2 separate regions of the Sus scrofa genome follow, and region 1 is linked to region 2. Evidence: chromatin contacts called from public HiChIP or PLAC-seq data. All regions are on one chromosome and are shown on one strand. The core of a region is the stretch at or near the end of the contact, and the rest is flanking DNA. Distances in the headings are between cores, read along the strand shown. Region 1 overlaps BMPR1A (bone morphogenetic protein receptor type 1A). Region 2 overlaps LDB3 (LIM domain-binding protein 3).

The links. HiChIP or PLAC-seq counts read pairs in DNA pulled down with a chosen protein or histone mark.
Region 1: a contact with region 2 is called in an H3K27ac HiChIP or PLAC-seq map of skeletal muscle, with 12 times the contacts expected there. The contact joins two enhancer-like sites. A contact is called at or near these places in 1 of 5 promoter capture datasets (liver), 22 of 47 Hi-C or Micro-C datasets (alveolar macrophages, brain, embryonic fibroblasts and 12 more) and 2 of 2 datasets of contacts at active chromatin or transcription factors (alveolar macrophages and skeletal muscle).

The regions. Positions count from the first base shown.
Region 1 is chr14:87,869,892-87,875,948 of Sscrofa11.1, reverse strand. BMPR1A (bone morphogenetic protein receptor type 1A) reads right to left here. Exons shown (of 11, transcript NM_001204767.1): 5 at 6,028-6,057. Among named protein-coding and RNA genes, the nearest start is that of BMPR1A, 18 kb to the right of the region's middle. Within about 2 kb of position 3,463, at least 3 of the 83 cell types and tissues checked have an H3K27ac peak or open chromatin away from gene starts, as enhancers often do. A contact at or near this core is called in skeletal muscle, where this site is marked.
Region 2 is chr14:87,701,824-87,707,913 of Sscrofa11.1, reverse strand. LDB3 (LIM domain-binding protein 3) reads right to left here. Exons shown (of 15, transcript XM_005657425.3): 10 at 3,067-3,198; 11 at 2,782-3,064; 12 at 1,450-1,630; 13 at 441-561. Among named protein-coding and RNA genes, the nearest start is that of LDB3, 44 kb to the right of the region's middle. Within about 2 kb of position 3,718, at least 8 of the 83 cell types and tissues checked have an H3K27ac peak or open chromatin away from gene starts, as enhancers often do. A contact at or near this core is called in skeletal muscle, where this site is marked.

The DNA.
Region 1 (6,057 bases), core at 2,214-4,713, 170 kb before region 2:
TATGTATTTTCTTTTTTCCTCTTTTTTTAAATTAATGGATTTTATTACATTTATAGTTGTACAACGATCACCATAACCCAATTTTATAGAATTTTATTGTTCATATATTTGTATCAAAATGAGTAATACATTTCCACTTTGAAAAAGAAAAAGGAGTTTATGGAAAAGAAAACAAATTCTCTTCATTCTGATATTTTTGAGGGCTTTTCTTTAAAAATTTTTAAATTATTAAATATTTCAAACATATAGGAAGGTAGAAATTAATAGGTACTCAACGTGTAAGCCATTTAAATTTAATAAATATTAACATTACGCTACATTTATTTTAGATATATTTGAAGCTATAGTCACACATATGGTTTACTATCATTTCTGGAAGGAAAAAAAAAGCAGGGGAGATGAACACCAATGTGTATACGTTTTTGTTTGAATATGCATAAATGGTCTCCAGAAGATTATCCAAGAAACTGGAAATAATTCCAATCACAGGTTTCTTACAGGGAAGTGAACTGGAGGGCTTAGAGTCAGGAGCAGGAGGAATATTTTTCACTCTATATCCTTTTGTGCCTTTTGAATTTTAAACCATTTGAGTCAGTTACCCATATAGAGTTTTAAAAATAAAATTATGAAAACGGTTAGGTTTACTGGGCTATCCATATGGAAGACAAATCTAACTTGATGTATTCCTTAATTTTCATCCATTACTGTAAATTCCAAATGGATTAAAGGACTAAATGAGAGAATGAAAATTTTAAAACCTTTAAAATGTGTTTCTAACATTAGAGTTGTGAAAGTTGTCTTAAGTGAGACTCAAAAGCATATGTCAAAGGGGAAAAAATGATTGATTAAAATAAAACCTGACATAAAACACTATAAATGGAATCACATAACAATGACAGAGAAAAGACTACTATAACAATTACCAAAGATTTAGTACCCAGATTATAAAAAGAACTACTGTGAATCAATAAGAAAAAAAAAAAAAAATAAAGCACCCCAGTTGAATAATGTGCAAAAACCACAAATAGGCAGTTCTCAGAAAAGTAACTAGTGGAAAAAAAAGAAAAGAAAAACAAATTGAAAACAAGCTACTATTTCACACCCATAATGTTGGCAAAGGTCTAAAAATATGACGGTTCCAAATTTGGATTAGAATGTGGGGAAATGTACATTGTGATATTACACTTTTGGTTAGCTGTACAAACTGTTCCACTATGGAGATCAATTTGGTGATAACATTAAAGTTTAAAGTAGGTATACTTTTAAGAAATTCTTTATTTAAAAATTAAGAAAAAATTTTATGGCTCCACCCATGGTAAATGGAAGTTCCCAGGCCATGGATTGAATCCGAGCCACAACTGCAGCAACATTGGATCCTTTTAACACATTGTGCTGGGATGGGGACTGAACCTGTGCCTCCCCACTGACCTGAGCCGCTGCAGTTAGATTCTTAACCCACTGCACCACAGTGGGTACTCCAAGAAATTCTTATATATCTGCACAGGAGAGATACAAAAATGTTTTGGTTTTTTGGCTGCACCTGAGCCATGTATAAGTTTACAGGCTAGGGATGGAATCCGCACCACAGCAGTGACATTGCCAGATCCTTAACCTGCTAAGCCACCAGGGAATGCCACAAAAATGCTTTTTGCAGCACTGTTTATATTAACAAGTTTTTGCAAATAACTAAAATATGGCTGTCAGGGTTAAGTTGTGGAAAATTCATAACAGGAATACTAGGTACCATTTAAATCATTTCCTTGACAGAATAGCAATGATTAAGATCATGGATTCCAGACCCAGGTGTCTGGGTTTTGACCCTGGTTCACTACTTAGCTTTCTGTATCTTGCTTTTTCACATAGCAATATATCTGGAGGCTCACTCCACAGTAGTACATAAAAGGTCTCATTTTTTAATGGTTAAACACTATTCCACTGCACAGTTGTTAACCATTCCTTTATTGGTACGACTTAGATTGTTCTAGTCTTGTTTCATACGAGGTTGAAATGAAAACATTTCCTGGCACATTTATAGTACAAATGACTAGAAGTTAGAACTGAATCTGGAATTTTGACGGGATGCTCTTTCGGCCCCTTGAAAGTCATACGAGTTATATTCCCTCCACTATTATATGCAAGTGCCCATTTTTCCCTACTCTCTCAACCACACCCTTGTGCTATAATACTTTTAGAACTTTAATTTTATCGTTTACATTCATCTATTTTTAAGTTATACAGTTCTTTGGGCTTAGTAACAAAACAGCAGTTCCCATATCTTATTTCTCCTCTTACCCATTTTTTACTTCTTAGAACCAAACATTCTTAATCTAATCTGATTTGCTTAACTTTTACTTTACTACTTCTAAATAATGTGCCTATATTGACAGTTTCAGTTTTTTAGTCTTAGGCTTTAACTACTGACTTCACATTGTGGAAGATGAGGATTTAACTCATCATTTAAGACCCCACCCCTTTCCCCAAAAGAAATACTTCTGTCTTTGCATCCTCAAAGTTACAGCATAATATTTGTTTAGACTGATACTCAATGTCTGCATTTTTATAATTATGTAAACTCTATACACATGTGGATCTCATTTTTCCTGCAAACTCTCTCGCCTCCAGGGCATAGGCAAAGATCTATTACTTTTGGTTTTTTCTTTTTTGGGGGGGTCTTTTTAGGGCTGCACTTGAGGCGTATGGAGGTTCCCAGTCTAGGGGTTGAATTGGAGCTGTAGCTGCTGGCCTACATCACAGCCACAGCAATGCCAGATCTGAGCCTCATCTGCAACATACACTATAGCTCACAGCAATGTGGGATCTTTAATCCACTGAGCAAGGCCAGGGATTGAACCCACATCCTCATGGATACTAGTCAGGTTCGTTTCTGCTAAGCCACAATGGGAACTTCTACTTTAATTACTTTAATTTTAAAATCATTGATCTAACCCACTGTGGGATCAGGGGTCCCTTAATGGTAATGAGGATGGTGGGCTGATTATAAAGCCAGAAGTGGACTTTACAATTGATAAACTAATCTGTGATATTGCTTGCCAAACAGACATTCTGGGCCAAGGGGAGGTGGGTGAACATCAACAAAATGAAGCATCTGTGTGCCAAGCAGGGGGACAAACTGATTCACCATGTTCATCCTTAATAGTCAAACAGAAAAGTGGTAATTTATCAGCCAGTGATACTTGGCATCCAAAAAAGGTCCACAAAATTTCTCACCTCCTGGTGTGCTTGTTCTTGTTTAATTCCCTTCCATAAAGCACTAGAACTGACCCATGCATCAAGAGAATATGGCAGAAGTGATGGTGTGACTTCTGAGTCTAAATCATAAACAGCATTGCAGCTTCCACCTTAGTCTCCTGGGTCACTCACTCTGTGGGGGAAGCCAGGCTTCATGCAGAGAGACACTCAAGCAGCTCTACAGAGAGACTCACATCAGAGTAACTCAGTTCTCCTGCCAACAAATGAGCCTCAGAAGTGAGCTATTTTGGAAAGGGCTCTACCAGCTCCAATCAAGCTTTCATGTGAGTGCAGCCTCTGCTGACATTTGACTGGATGTCATTAAAGATCCTGAGCCACCCAGTCAAGTCACTCCTGAATTCCTGACCCACAGAAACAGTGACAGATAACAAGCCACTAAGTTTCAGAGTGATTTCTTAATGCAGTATTGCACAAATAATTCAGCATCTGACTTTCTAAAAACAGACTTTCAAGCAATCCTCTTGGTTTTTACCGCCACCCTCAACTTCACTTCCAGAGATAAGTGGTACTGCCAATTCTTGAGCTTCTTGGGGAATTCTGAAGTATAAACTGGTTGCTTTTTGTCTTTCTCAATTTCTAGCTTGGGATTCAGATTTTTAGGTCTATAAAATCACTATTCATCCATAAGCTTTACAGATTCCAAAGCTTTCTGCTATTGTCTTTGTCTCCTTGTCCTAGTTGGACAAAAAGTTAAACTCTCCCCACCCCTTTTTTTATGGCTGCATCTGCAGCATATGGAAGTTCCTGGCTTAGGGGTCACATTGGAGCTGCAGCTGCTGGCCTGTACAACAGCCACAGCAAAGTCAGATCCGAGCTGCAACCTACACTGCAGCTTGCGGCAACGCTGGATCCTTAACCCACTGAGCAAGGTCAGGGATTGAACCTGCATCCTCATGGATGCTACTCAGGTTTTCCACCCACTAAAGCCACAACAGGAACTCCCCAAAAAGTTAAAACTTCTTACTGCAGTTTTAGTGGGGGCAACAGAAGTAAATAAGTATGCTTAATCAGTCTCAGCTTTCTAAAATTTAAATGCGTAAAAGATCTATTATCAAACATTTGAATCTCTGCCAGTGTAATAGGTGGCAAACAGTATTTTCTTTTTTCATATTCTGAGTATTCTTGATTCATCTTTTTATTTTTTCTTTTAAGAGTTACATGTATTTCTTTTTAGATTAACCATGTGTTCATTTTTAGGGGGGCTATTTTTCCATTGAATTTATTTATTTATTTTTTTGATTTATAGAAGCTCTGTATATTCAAGAAATCAGCTCTTTGTAATATAAGCCATTGATATTTTTCACTATTAGTCTGTCTTCTGAGCATTTATAGTGGTTTCTACCACAGAGTAAAGTTTTATTTTTATGTAGTTGACACCATCTTTTTTTTTTTATTTTAAGGGGTTTATTTGTTTGTTTGCTTGGGTTTTATGTGAGACTCAGAAGGGTCTTCCAAACTCTGGGATTATTTTTTAAAAATCTAAGGTTTGTTCTCATATTTTTATCATTTCACTTTATATCTAGCTCCAATCTGTCTAGAATTTATTTCAGTGTAGGGAATTGATTCAACTTCACTTTCGTCCATACAGCTATCTACTCTCAAATCCATTTACTGAACAAGCCAACTTTTCTTTAGATCATTTCAGTTAGCTGTAATGTTACCTTTATTATATACTAAACTTTCTTTATACACTTTAGATACTTGGATCTACTTATGGGTCTAGTAACCAGTTCTACTGATTTCTCTTTTTATCCATATGCTAGTAAGATAATGTTTTATAAGTGAAGTCCTCCTCTTACTGCTCTTCTCATATGGCAACTGTCTTCTGAAATCATGTTTGCATTTGCAAACAATTCTGAACCACCAAATAACCAAGAATAAAATATATATAGTTATTATATATATATATATTATATATATATATATATATATAGTCAATTTCTTGGGACAGGTTTTAAAAATTCAGAAAGAAGTTCTATATATACATACATATATATGTGTGTGTGTGTGTGTGTGTGTGCGCATGTGTGTGTGTGTGTGTGTATACACACATTTTGCTTTTAGGGCCTCATCAATGGTATATGGAAGTTCCCAGGCTAGGGGATGAACTATAGCTGCAGGTGCCGGCCTACACTACAGCCACAGTAATGCTGGATCCTTAACCCACTGAGTGAGACCAGGGATCGGACCCACATCCTCATGGATCCTAGTCAGGTTCATTAACCACTAAGCCACAAAGGGAACTCCTGAATGTTCAATATTTTATAAAACAAACAAACAAAAAATCATAACAAAAGTATAACATTGTATCCAATTAATTGGTAGTACGGTCCTCTTTTCCCTTAAGAAAACTATAATCTAGTTATTTAAAGAAGATACAACCAGAGAATACAAGTTAACGGCTTTTCAATTACACTCAGTAGTCAATAGTTTCAGCTCAGGAACAACTGTTTATATCTGGAGTCCCCGCTGTGGCGCAGCAAAAACCAATCTGACTAGTATCCATGAGGATTCAGGTTCGATCCCTGGCCCTGCTCAGGTTAAGGATCTGGTGTTGAGCTGTGGTGTAGGTCACAGACTCGGCTCTGATTCTGCATTGCTGTGGCTGTGTAGGCTGGCAGCTATAGCTTCGATTCAACCCCTATCCTGGGAACTTCCATAAGCTGAGGTGAGGCCCTAAAAAACAAACAAACAAACAAAAGAACAACTGTTTATATCTAATACTCAACAAAATACTTTGCATCAAAATTATCTTACTTGTAACAAAAGCAGCTGGAGAAGATGATC
Region 2 (6,090 bases), core at 2,469-4,968:
TGAAGGGACATCAAAGTCTGGTAAACATCACAGGAGCTGGGAGGGGACTTGCCCGTACTTGATGAGTTCCACACTTTCTCTGGTTGAATCCTCACCTCAACTCTGGGAGGCAGGTTTTGACTCCCCCTTTTAATACAGATGGGGAAAATGAGGCACAGAGACGTTTAGGAGCTCACCCGAGGTTACAAAACCAGCTTAAGGTGGTGCCTGGAACAGAGCCAAAGCTTTTTCACAAAGGTCAGAGCCAAAGCTTTTTCAGACCAGACCTTATGGTCTCCAAATCAAAATCATCTGAAAGGTTTCCCAAGCAGTCACAAGATGCCAACTTGTGGTCCATATATATGGGGCAGGGAAGACAGCAAAGATTGAATGTATGTGAATGAGAATGCCTACCCCTTTCTCCCAGACAGTGGGGCCTCCCCACAGCACAGAGATCCTACCTTTCTCACAGTAGGGCTCCCCATCTTCCATGTGGAAGAGGCTATTCCCGAAGGGCTTCTTGCAGGCTGCACAGACAAAGCAGGTGGTGTGCCATGTCTGTCTCAAGGCGTGCATCACTTCCTGGGGAAAAGAGCCTCAGCTTAGGACAGAAAGGTCCAATGGGGAGAAGGAAGCAGGCCTGACTTCCCTACCAGGCCCTGGCCACTGCCAGAGCATCTCTCCTAGAGCAGGGCAGGAAGGCCCAGGAAGTGGGCCTTGGACATGCCAAGAAAGGCTACAGGTGGCAGAGGAGGGACTTATCCAGTGCTTGCTGGGTGCCAGCTTCTGTGTGTACTCACGTAAGCTATGATGCTTAACCTCCCATCAAATCTGGGAGGGAGGTACTGCTTGTTACTGCCACTTTACCAAATGGGCATTGAAGGTCAAAGCCACATGTGGTTCAGGGCCACAGGAGGGTGCATGGTGAGGTCTGGCTTTGCAGAAGCTCCACCACCACTTTAAACTCTGTGGTCCCAGGATGTAATCATCTCTCACTCAGTTCATTTGTTCCCTAGATCATTGGTGGCAAACTAACTTCCTTCCAGGATAGAAATGGAGTTGTTCTTGCTCTGTAGCAAAGCAACTTCTTGGCTTCCAAAGGGGACCCACAACCTCGAGGAGGAGGAGAGATTGGCTGGAAAAAAGATAAGGATCAGGGAATTCCCATTGTGGCACAGCGGAAACAAATCCAACTAGTTTCCACGAGGATGCCGGTTTGATCCCTGGCCTTGCCTAGTGGATTGGGGATCCAGCATTGCTGTCAGCTATGGTGTAGGCTGCAGATGAGGCTTGGATCCTGCATTGTTATGGCTGGGGTGTAGGCCAGCAGCTATAGCTCCGATTCAACCCCTAGCCTGGGAACCTCCATATGCTGTGGGTGCAGCTCTAAAAAAAGAAAAAGAAAAAGAAAAAAAAAAAAAAAAAAAAAAAAAAGCTAATGGTCAAAGGAGAGGAACGTTGCCCACTTACCCCCATGATTTTGGTGTTGCACTTGGCACAGACTGGGGCGAAGAACTGCTCATAACACCGCTCACAGTAAACATTGTTCTGCTCCTCCACAAAGCATACATCTGCCAGGGAGGTCTTGCAGTAGGCACAGTTGAACTCTTCTGGGTGCCAGGAGCGGCCCATGGCTACCAGAAAGGGGCCCCTGAAGAAGCAGAGAACAGTACCTCCTAAGGCAGCCCCCAAAATTTAAGGAGATATTTCAAAACCTCCAATAACATTCATACTTTGACCCTGTAACCCTGACTTTTGTGACTGTTCTAATGAAATAACGTGAAATTCAGATAAAGCAAAAAGATGCTCACTGCTGCATGCTTACAATAAAGAGAAAATGGGAAGCAACTCAAACATCCACTAGTAGGGGACCATGTAAGTGTACCATGGAATATTCAATTGACTATTGATAATTATAATAAGAAGAGCAATGACAACGGTGCTGATGGCTAGCACTTATTAAGCGTTCACTCTGTGCCAGGCACTACTCAAGAAGAAATTTGCATTTATTAATATGCTTAATTCTCACAACAATCCTATGAAGCAGGTACTATTATGATACCCTTTTTCTGATAAGGAAGCTGAGGCACAGAGAGGTTAAATTGTTCAAGGCTATAGGACTACAGGCCCAGGACACAAATCTGGTTCCAGAATAGTACTCATAACAGTGGAAATGCTTTATGTTTTAGTTTTCACTTTTCGGAATTTTCTAATTCTTTTCTAATAAGTATATTCTCTCTAATGATACTTTGTTTTTAAATGAAAGTATACTGTTTACATATATCAGTTTGGCCCCCACACACATGCACATACTATAAACATACTGTATCCAAACAAGCCCCACCCATGATCCTTGGCTTCTACACATGAAATGACTTGTTTTCCTTTTAGTGTGGCAGATGCCCACCAAAGCCCTGAGCAGCATGGGCCTGTCTGTGGAAAGACCCAGAAGCAACCCTAAAGGAAAGCTGGGTCAAACCAGCACTGTCTGCCAGCTTGCAACATGCCCAATAAACCTACCAGCCAGACCTGAGATTCTCAGAACCCAGCCTTAGCCTGAGGGGATGGAGCTGGCACAGGCACTGCGCTGAGAGCTTCACCCACTTACCTCATGGAATTCTCCCAACTTCCCAGGGATGTGCGTGTCCCATAGGTATGGAAGCTAAACCTCAGAGAGGGTCAGACCAGAAGGTGTCAGACCACCAGCCTCAGGTCTGCCCTGCACGCAGTCCTCTCCCTACACCTGCCCTCCCATCCCCCTATCTTCCCAGCGCCCCAGCCAGGGGAAACAGCGGATCTTACCGGATGATGCTGTTGCAGTGGCCACAGAGCGGAGTCCGGCTGCTGGCTGGGAAGCGCTCGGCCCTCTGGACAGTACCCCTGGCAAGGGGGGACACCTGGGGACCCTGCAGCGGTGGGGTATAGGCAGGGGCCCCTCGGGGCAGGCTCTGCTTGCTGATGGAGGTGGTGCTTTTGCCCGGGGCAAACTTCTGAGAGAAGCTGTCATCTGTCACCCATGGGGGGCGGCTGGCAGACTCCGCAGGGCCCCCACTGTAGGGCGTGGGGTTATAGCTTGGGGCTGGTGAGGGGTATAGGCTGGTGCAGGTGAGGGGGAGTAGGTGGGGGCAGGGGAGGGGGTGTAGGCAGGGGCAGGGGAAGGGGTGTAGGGGGTGGGACTGTAATTGGCCCCTGGGGATGGGCTGTAGGTAGATGCAGGCACTGCAAGCCAAAAATACCCAAAGAAACAAGTGTCAGGAATTCATTTCTCCCAACTTCCTCCACACCCAGCCAGAGAACTGTAAAAGACAAGTTTAATATTAGAGCAGCCCAGTTCCAATTTTTGCAGGAGACACATCCCTGCACTTCTTGATGGCCTCAATTTGAATTTGCAGCAGGGAGCCAAGGGAGATAAAGAGTCATCAGAGCAGAGCCCTGGGAGCTTGGACAGGGCTGGGAAGGAATAGAGCTAAAAATATCTGCAGCTGTGTGGGGTGGGGCAGTCAGGCCTTGGCTGCTAGAGGCCTGCAAGAGAAGGCAGTGGGGGGCAGGGGGTGCCGGGCAAGGTTCATATCTGGATCCCCTCGGCTGGGAAGAGGGTGGAAGTGGGTCAGCCTTGGCCTTGACTAGAAGATGCTTTCGGTTGCACTCTGACCAGTGATTTGACATCTGAAATGCCTCAGTGGCATGCATTTGCTGAGCCTGGACTGAGTCCAGCCTTCCAGATGACCACGCAGTTAGGTTTTCAAGTTCAGGTTTCAGGTTTCTTGGCTTGACTTATACTGGGGGGGGGGGGGGGACACACAGTATTTTGGTTTGACTCAGGGTTGAGGGGTCTTGAAGGAGTCATTCAGAGGGGACCTGGGTACAGATGCTGGGGTGACCCAGCCCAGGCCTAGCTGCTCCCTCAGCCTGTGACTGCCTCTGGGGGACCCAAGCTCCCCTACATTACTGTGGTGGAAACTGAGAGTGTGTCTGATACTGTGTAGAGGTTACGGAAGAAACCGAGGGCAGGAGGAGAATGCACTGTCCCACTTCTGGAACTCCCTTCTCCAGCTCACTGAGAGCTGAACACCTTTTTAGGGCAGCAACACAAAGAGGCATAGCAGCTGCTCACTCAAAGCTGTCCCAGGCCTGGGCCCTCAAAACCCAGACTTCTAAGTTCTGCTGCCTCCCATTGCAAACCCTACCTGGGGCAGACCCAGCTGCATCTGGCACACATGGTCCTGCCAGCTTCCCCTTCTAGGGAGGGCAGATCCAGAAGTCTCTCCTCATCTCCCAGTCTGCTCCTCTGGAAAGAGGCCTCATTGTCCCCACCTGATTCTTGAGTCTGGCCTGGTGAAGAGCCTATGCTGAGGCAGCTCCTGTCAGGCTCCAGCTTAGAAAGGAGGGTCGGTTATTTTCAGGGCAAAAAGTCCTGGCCTGGCCTCTGGTCTCTCCCACCTGGTTCCCCGGGTCTACCTTCGATGGCCTGTGGCTTGCTGCTCCAACTCTACTACCTTCTACTCCCAGATGACTGGCTGTTCAGAGTTGGGTAACTTGGAAACCCCAGTGCTGGGAATGCATAGGGTCCAGGCCTGTGCCACTGAAACCATCCTGGGAGTGTTGCTGGTTTCCAAAGGTAAAACCTTCTCAGAAGGAATCTTCTGTCCACTTACTAAGAGGCACATAACAACAGGTCATCTGGGTTAGTTCTTTTTACAGCTGAGGTCACTGAAGCTCAGACAGAGACAGTAAGTGGCAGAGTCTCCAAAATCATTCTATCACCTCAAGCTGCCTCTGTAAAAAACATCATTCCAATTTCCAGAAGATCTGGGTGCACCATGTTATGGAGGTGTAACTACCAAGCTGGAGGAGACCCCAGGCTCTGGTGTGTAGCACAGCCATTGTTCAGGTTCCAGCTCCTACCACATCCTGGCTGTGTCCTTGGGCAAGTTCCTTAACATCTCTAGGCCTGAATTTCCTTGTCTAAAAATGGCAGTAGTAATCGTTAGTACCTCACAGGGTTGTCATGAGGATTAAGGGAGATAAGAACTACTTAGTACCTGGCACTGTGCATGTGTCACTAAATGTTAGTGAGGATGGTGAGGAGAGTGACTCCTGGGTCTCATGGTCCAGATGAACTGTCAGCTCATCTTAGCCTGATGGTCCCCTGAGGAGCCCAGCTCAGGGAGACTATAGGATATAGGGAGGGGGAGATGTGACACTCTGAAGTCAGGTGAACTGGGACTGAGTCTACTTATCAGTGATGCTAAGTATGACACCCCTGCCTGCCTCACAGGGTGGGTGCCTACCCATGCATTTTGTAAACTTGTGAAGCCCATATTTGAAATGTTGTCACCCTCCCTAACAGCATGGCATAGCTGCAAAGTGCCCAGAGCAGAGGGTCTCAGTGTGCTGGGGGAGGAGTGATGAAAAGAGGAAGAGGGGCTTCATCCCTCGCTGTTATGAATAGTGGGGTTCTGCACAAGATTTTTTATTTCCTTTTTTTGTAAAGTGGGGGACCTCTGCTAAATGGGATTATGAATGAGAGCCCTAATTCTGTGTCATCCAATACACAGCCCTACGTGGCTATTAAGCACCTGAAATGAAACTAGTCCTAATTAATATGGGCTGTAAATATAAAACACACACCAGAATTCAAAGATGGTACAAGAAAGGAAAATACCTCATTAATCATTTTTTTGTTTGTTTTTAAGGCTGCACTTGCAGCATATGGAAATTTCCCGGGCTAGGGGTTGAACTGGAACTGCAGTTGCCATCCTACACCACAGCCACAGCAATGCCAGATCCTTGATCCACTGAGTGAGGCCAGGGATCGAACCCACATCTTCATGGATACTAGTCGGGTTCTTAACCCACTGAGCCACAATGGGAACTCTGGTTTATTAAACTTCCCATTTCACTAATAATTTTATATTGTTTATACATTGAAATGGTATTTTGAATATACTGAGTTAGATAAAATACATTGCAATTAATTTCACCTGCTTCTTTTTACTTTTTTAAAAATGTAGCTACTAGAAAATGTATTGTCACTGGACAGTGCTGTCCTAATCAGGACAACGGTTACCAAGTACTGACTGCTTTCAAGTGCCAGGCCCTTGTATTATT